Linked DNA regions of Capra hircus: region 2 is linked to region 1. A link is a contact called in public Hi-C data. All regions are on one chromosome and are shown on one strand. The core of a region is the stretch at or near the end of the contact, and the rest is flanking DNA. Distances in the headings are between cores, read along the strand shown. Region 1 overlaps ANXA6 (annexin A6). Region 2 overlaps TNIP1 (TNFAIP3-interacting protein 1).

What was found. Hi-C and Micro-C count contacts between places; a contact is called where the count stands out from the background.
Region 2: a Hi-C map of blood shows a contact between it and region 1, with 2.7 times the contacts expected there. The contact joins two enhancer-like sites. A contact is called at or near these places in 4 of 5 Hi-C or Micro-C datasets (blood and liver).

The regions. Positions count from the first base shown.
Region 1 is chr7:48,028,143-48,031,152 of ARS1.2, reverse strand. It overlaps ANXA6 (annexin A6), which reads right to left. Exons shown (of 26, transcript XM_005683185.3): 15 at 2,143-2,224; 16 at 1,472-1,566; 17 at 878-991. Among named protein-coding and RNA genes, the nearest start is that of ANXA6, 30 kb to the right of the region's middle. Within about 2 kb of position 1,447, at least 1 of the 5 cell types and tissues checked has an H3K27ac peak or open chromatin away from gene starts, as enhancers often do.
Region 2 is chr7:48,092,447-48,095,719 of ARS1.2, reverse strand. It overlaps TNIP1 (TNFAIP3-interacting protein 1), which reads right to left. Exons shown (of 18, transcript XM_018050139.1): 7 at 1,707-1,801; 8 at 84-204. Among named protein-coding and RNA genes, the nearest start is that of GPX3, 26 kb to the left of the region's middle. Within about 2 kb of position 1,414, at least 3 of the 5 cell types and tissues checked have an H3K27ac peak or open chromatin away from gene starts, as enhancers often do.

The sequences.
Region 1 (3,010 bases), core at 198-2,697:
AGACAAGACAGGTTGACTGACTGATGAGCTCAAGTATCTGCTAAACACCCATTATGTGCCAGTCACTGTGTAAGCTGCTGGGGCAATGACTATAAAAAAGGTAAGACTAAAAAGGTAAGACAATTCTCTGTCTTGGGAGGTTACTGCCCAGGGGTCAAGCGTCCCTGAGTCCTCTGACCTGAAGGGTATCTTCATCAGTCTATTAAAAGTTGGTGTGGGGACTTCCCTGGCTGTTGAATTAAGACTCCACACGTCCAAGACAAAGGGCGTGGGTTCAATCCCTGGTTGGGAAACTAAGATCCTACATGCTCTTACAGTGTGGCCAAAAAGTTAAGAGATAATGAAAATAAAAGCTGATGTGTGGTGAGGACAGCCTGATCCTCAGAGTGTCCTAAGATCCACAGTGTAGCCCTATCCTTCTCATTTTGTGTTTTTAAGTCATCCACTTTTCTGTCCAGGAATTTTCAGGACAATAATCTTAACTGGCTTTGCCCAGGGAAAGTTTGTTCTTCCCTTAATCTTTAAGGAGCCTAAAACCCCAGCGGATTGATTCATGAGGCTGTCACATCAGGCTCTGGAGACAGACAGACTTGATCTGAATCCCAGCTCTGCCACTTTCCAGGGCTTCGACTCTGTGACCAAGTAACTTAAGCGCTGAGCCTTAGCGTCCTCATCTATAACATGGGGACAAAAGCAAAGCCTCACCTTGTGGGGTGACAAGACAAGGAACTACCAGCCAAGACCCCGAGCCCAGGACAGGCATGGGAGGGGCTCCACCGAGGAGCTACACCCAGCCCACCTGGGCTCAGGAGGAGCGCCTGTGCTCCCCCAGCGCCCACACAGACTGGACCCCGTCCCCTGGGTGCCCACACTTTACCTCCATGGCTTTCTTCAACTGCTTGGCATCATAATGGGCCGGCGGCATCATGAGCCCCAGAATGAGCCTTGCCAGGTCTCCGGAGAGCTCAGACTTCAGGTCAGCCATCAAGTCCTGCAGAGGGCAGAGCCAAGGTCACGTCAACATCGGCAATGGCCCACACGTGGCTTGGGACAGGTAGGAGACACGGAAGGAGGAGGTGGGGCTCCACAGGATATAGGAATCGTGGGCGTCTGTGTCTGCCTTGGCTGATGTTGGGTTCAAAACCACCACCACCACCACCGCCACAACCACAAAGAGGGTGGAGAAAACACCATGCAAGCGGGGGACCTGCCCACTCTCCCTGGAAGGAGGAGACAGGGAAGGAAAGGGGGTGGTACCATTTCCATCCTGGGAGAAACTAGTCAGCCAAAGCTAGATGCCACTAACACAGCTCAAATCCCTGATCGCAGCCCTAAGGGGAACCAGTCACAAACATACTGCTGATCACAGGGAACGCGGGGTGCAGCGGGAAGGAGAGGCGTGTGTCCACGCCAAGCTCCGTCAGAGGAAAAGTGCGGACGCAGGGCCCAGGGTCTAGGCTGAGGCCCTTACCCGGCCAAAGTGAGACTTGAAGGTCTGGCGGATTTGCTGCCGCTGGGCATTGCTGCGGTGGGCGATGATGTCGATGATGGTGTCCTCGTCAGTTCCTAAGACCCCAAAGCCACAGATCAGAGGAAGGCCTTGGCCCCCACCTCCCCCAGCGATGGGCCCCAGCCGTCTTTGCTGGGGGAGAGGCCAGGCTAGCCAGCTTAATGGCCCTGCAGGAGCCTTGCTTCTGGCCCAATCACTAACCTGGATTCCTTGTGCACTTTTCTGCTGGGTCACTAGTCAAGATAAAAGAGAACCCTGGGTTGAGGGTCAGGGCCTCTGAGTTCCAGTCCTGGGATACTGAGAACCCTAGATGGGTTATGGGGCTTGCTCAAAGTCACATGGTGAGTTAGCAATAAAGCCAGAGCAAAAACCCTACCTCAGCACTTCTATACCAGGACCTGGGAGCACCTTGGTCTCTGGGAAGGGTCCTGAGAAAGCCCCTCACTACCCTTCTCTCTATACTTCAGGGAGCCAGAGATTCCAGAGGGCTGGAGACTCAAGGCAAATAAAGTCCTCATCACCCTGCAGACTCCAGTCTGAAGCCTCAGCTCTTGCCCCTGCCGGTCCCATTGCAGACCCGCTACCCTCCAATGCCCCAGAGGCTAACCTGACCCCTTTCAGGTGCCCCTTACCAAGCCCCTTCATGGCTTTCCGCAAGGCTTTGGCGTCTGCATCAGGGTTGAAGTCACCAGCTGGGCGCACAGTTCCTTTCAGCTACAAGAGGCAGAAAGTGAGTCAGCAGGTGTCTGGAGGCCCCCCAGGGGCCAGGCCAGGAGAGGAGCATGCGAGGGAGGGGAAGCTTTCCCCAAGAGCCCCAAACCAAGCAGCTTGGGGGAAAAGGCGGGGGTGAAGGCGCAGCAGACAGACTCCTGCCCTAGAGCTGAGAGAGGGAGGAGACAGACCCAGGCTTGGGAGCAGGGCAGGGGCTGTCAAGGGCAGAGGGGCCGGGCTCCTGCCCCAAGAGCCAGCTCTGGCCCCGCCCCACTGGAAACCAGGCTCTCACAACCCAGCCCTGCTCCCAGGGTCCTCTTATTTCATAGAGCAACGCTCTCCCTGAAAAGGTAAGCAAAATGTTCTGAAATACTGGAACAGAGCTGCCCAGATTTCAGTCACCCCTGAATGATCTTCCCAGTGTTTTCTGTATCTGCGCATGCCCTATGCTGTTTCTTAACATTTTAACTTAATTCAGCCACTTTTCTGTTTTACTTAAATGCATTCATTTTGAAGTGCACTGAATACTCCTAAAGGGCAAGTCCATTTCATTCTTTGATATAACGCGAGTACCTGACACAGGGGTAAGCACTCAAAAAATATCTGCTCAATGAGTTAACAAATGAAAACAATTTTATATTACTATTATGAACAGAAAGTTGGTGTCATAATCAGATAACCCACAAAAATAAATGCCATAAAACCAAAAATATATGGTTTCAAATATCACCAAATTTAACAAGATACCATGGCTTGCCAAGAGCTCTGAACCTGAAGCTAGCTCTCAGC
Region 2 (3,273 bases), core at 165-2,664, 65 kb before region 1:
CTTCCAGCAGTGGGACTGGCTCACTGCCCTGGAGGCTGGGCACTGGCCATCAGGATCTGGGGAAGGAGTTTCTGACCACATACCTGCTGCAGTGCTGCCGCCCCCTTCTTGCCCGTGCCTTCCATCTTTGGTGAGCCTGGCCGCCCGGAGGCACCGTCTTTACTGCTGCTCATCAACAACTTCCTAAGTTCCAGGTTTTCCTCCCTGGGTTGGAGGCAAACAGAAAGGTCATACTGCCGGCCCCAGGTGGAGAAGACGGGGGTCTCAGACATCTTACTCGTCTGAATTGCAGCTGAGTCCTGGGGAGTAAGGGGAGTCCCTGAGATCTGCCCTCAGGTGGAACTACAAATGGTATCCTCACGCCACTCTGCATGACCTCTCTGGAATTCTCTGATCTTCACCAACAATCCATCCCCAACTATGGGATGTCTGTATACGTAAGATCTTCAGGATACATCCACACTGCATTAAATAACCCTGGATTGGGACGTCTTGGTGGTCCAGTGGTTTAAGACTCCAGGCTACCACTGCGGGGTGCGGGCTTGATCCCTGGTCAGAGAACTTAAGATCCTCCATGCTGCATGGTGCAGCCAAATAAACAAATAACCCTGGATCACACTCTGAGAAAGTTCCACCCTTTCCAATTATCCTCAGACATCCTGCACGGGATAAGTCTCAGTTTGGTGCTCACAGGTCCTGAGCGCCTCTCTAGTGCTGGCAAGTGTCCCATGTTGACTGAGAAAGAGCAGCCTTCAAGGTTCAGAGCCTTCAGTGGGCAATTCGCCAGAATTAATCATCTTTCCATTTTTGCTGTTATTTATTGTTGGAGGCATCTTCTATTTATTCCAAGTAATGCTGTTTTCCAGTTACTCTAGTGTAAGTTTTCTTTATAATAATCTTCAGTAAAAACATGATGCAAATGAAATTCTTAAGTAAATACTAAAGTAGGTGATAAAAGATACAAGACAAATGGTGATGTGGATTCACGTACAACTGAAACATGGATTTCTTCGTATTCTGTTTGCCAGCTGGGTTCCATGTGAAAATAGCCTCAGTTTCCTTCTGCAGGGTGAGGGGTTTGGCCCACGTGATCTCAAAGGGCTGAGCTCTGATGGTCAAGACCAGTGTTTCTCTGGGGTGATCCTGGACCCTCTTATACTGTAACTACACAAAACGTGCTTATGGGCCCACTGGAAAATGCACACACCTAGGTCTCACCCCAGACCCACTGAATCAGAATCTCAGCACAGGAGAGAGGGTGCAGAGTGCAAACTTGCAATGCTTTTCCTGACCCTCGGCGATTCTGATGCACAGCTAAGTCTGGGACCAGGAGCCAGCCCAGAAGAGGTTCCCTGACAGCTCTCAAGAAACAACAGGACAGGATGGTGACCAGCAGAGGGCAGCAAAGTCCAGAGCTCCATCTCCAACAGCCAGCAAGCTGTTGTTAACAGGCAGGTTGCCAAGGAAGGAGTGCACTTTCATCCAGACCTTCTGAAGCTCTGAAGGCACTTTATACACAAACACTCCTCACGGTATTAAATGGACCAGAGAGGAAATACTTGAGGAGAAGGACCAAGAGACCTGACACCCAAAGCAGAGCTGGGCACAGGGCTCGGCGCTCTCAACCCAGAAATCAGCGCCACACACCACTGCCCGCCTCTTGCCCCGCCGGCTCCTCACGCCTTCTCTGCGGAGCCTGGACTTACCGCAGCCTCTCAGCAGCCTGATCCCGCTGTTCCAGGCCCTTATCCAGCTTGGACTTCAGGGCCTCGTTCTCTTTCCGAAGCTGCTCACAGAGCGTCTGCAAGGCAGAGAGAGGGAGATGGGGGCAAAGTAAGGGAAGGCGTGCACCCCAAATGCAGAATGATGCTGAGGTCGGGGGAGGCACTATAACCACACCACGTCCCAACATGATAGCCCCATTGCATGGCCTCACCCAATTCCTCCTGGGACAGCAGGAGTCAAGCCAAAGTCCCACCCAGCTCCTCTCGGCATCAGCTCCCTCAGGAGCCAGCCATAAGGAGGCCTGACCAAGAGCCAGCCACAAGGCCTTCTGGTCCTCCAAGGTCATCCCTCCTCCTCTGTTCCCACCGCCTAAAATGCTCTTCCACACCAGCTGTCCCCTGGCCGGCTTCTACTCCTGCTTCCGGTCTTGGCCTAAATGTCAAACCTCCTCCGAGAAGTCCTCCCTGACTGCCACATGCAGGTAAGCCAGGTCACCTCCGTTATCCTCGCCCACATCCCCTGCTCTCACCCTCCTGGTACCTGTGACAATTACAGCTACAGAATCATCAGTGTCATTACCTTCTTTGTGTCCACCCACCCCATCCCTACTAGTCCACAAGCTTCCAGAAGGCTGGGATCCCCTCGCCACTCTCTCGTCCCCTGCAGGACCCCCACCTAGCCCAGGGTCCAGCACAGCTCAACAGTTAATCCCGCTGAAGGAACATACAACCGAATGACTGAACTGCCAAATTAATGAAGGACCGTGAAGACCTGAGTCCTAAGAGGCCTAGAGCTTAGGCGATTTGGAGAATGAATGAGGCATCGGAACGGGGGTGGTTGTGAGGTTGTCAGCTGGCAAGTGGGAAGACAGGGTATTGGGTCAAGACCTCACCAATTTCCAGTGTGGCTCAGGATTCCCTCACTTTTGAGGCACATTTCCTTCCCTTACAAAGTGGAAAAACTGAACCTCTTCTGCCTCCCTTACAGGGCTGCTATGAGGACCTACAAAACTGCGAGAACACAAGGGCCTCATCAGCTGCCAGGCCCTCGATAACCTTTGAGGATGCGTGTTTGAAGTGCCGTGAGGTGGGGGACGTGGAAGACAGGGAGCCAGATTCAGGGCCTCACAGATGGAAGGAAGGGAATGGCTAACTAGTAACGGTGACGCACTAGGTCAGGACTAAACGACTCAATCTTTCAACAGATATCTAGTGAGCACCCCACCTGTAGCCCATACACAGTGGGGTGCTCTGCCACTCACCGCCTCAGTGGAGCCTCACAGCTTTCCCAAAGCTACACAATTCAGCTCAGTTTTAAATGCTGGCCAGGCAATTCCCTGGTGGCCCAGTGGTTAGGACTCGGCGCTTCCACTGCCATGGCCCAAGGCTCAATCCCTGGTTGGGGAATTAAAATCCTGCAAGCTGAGAGGTATAGCCAAATGTAGGCGCTCGTTCTCTCTCTTTAGTCCCTAAGTCATGTCCGACTCTTGCGACCCCATGGACTGAAGCCTGACAGGCTCTTCTGTGCATGGGATTCTCCAGGCGAGAA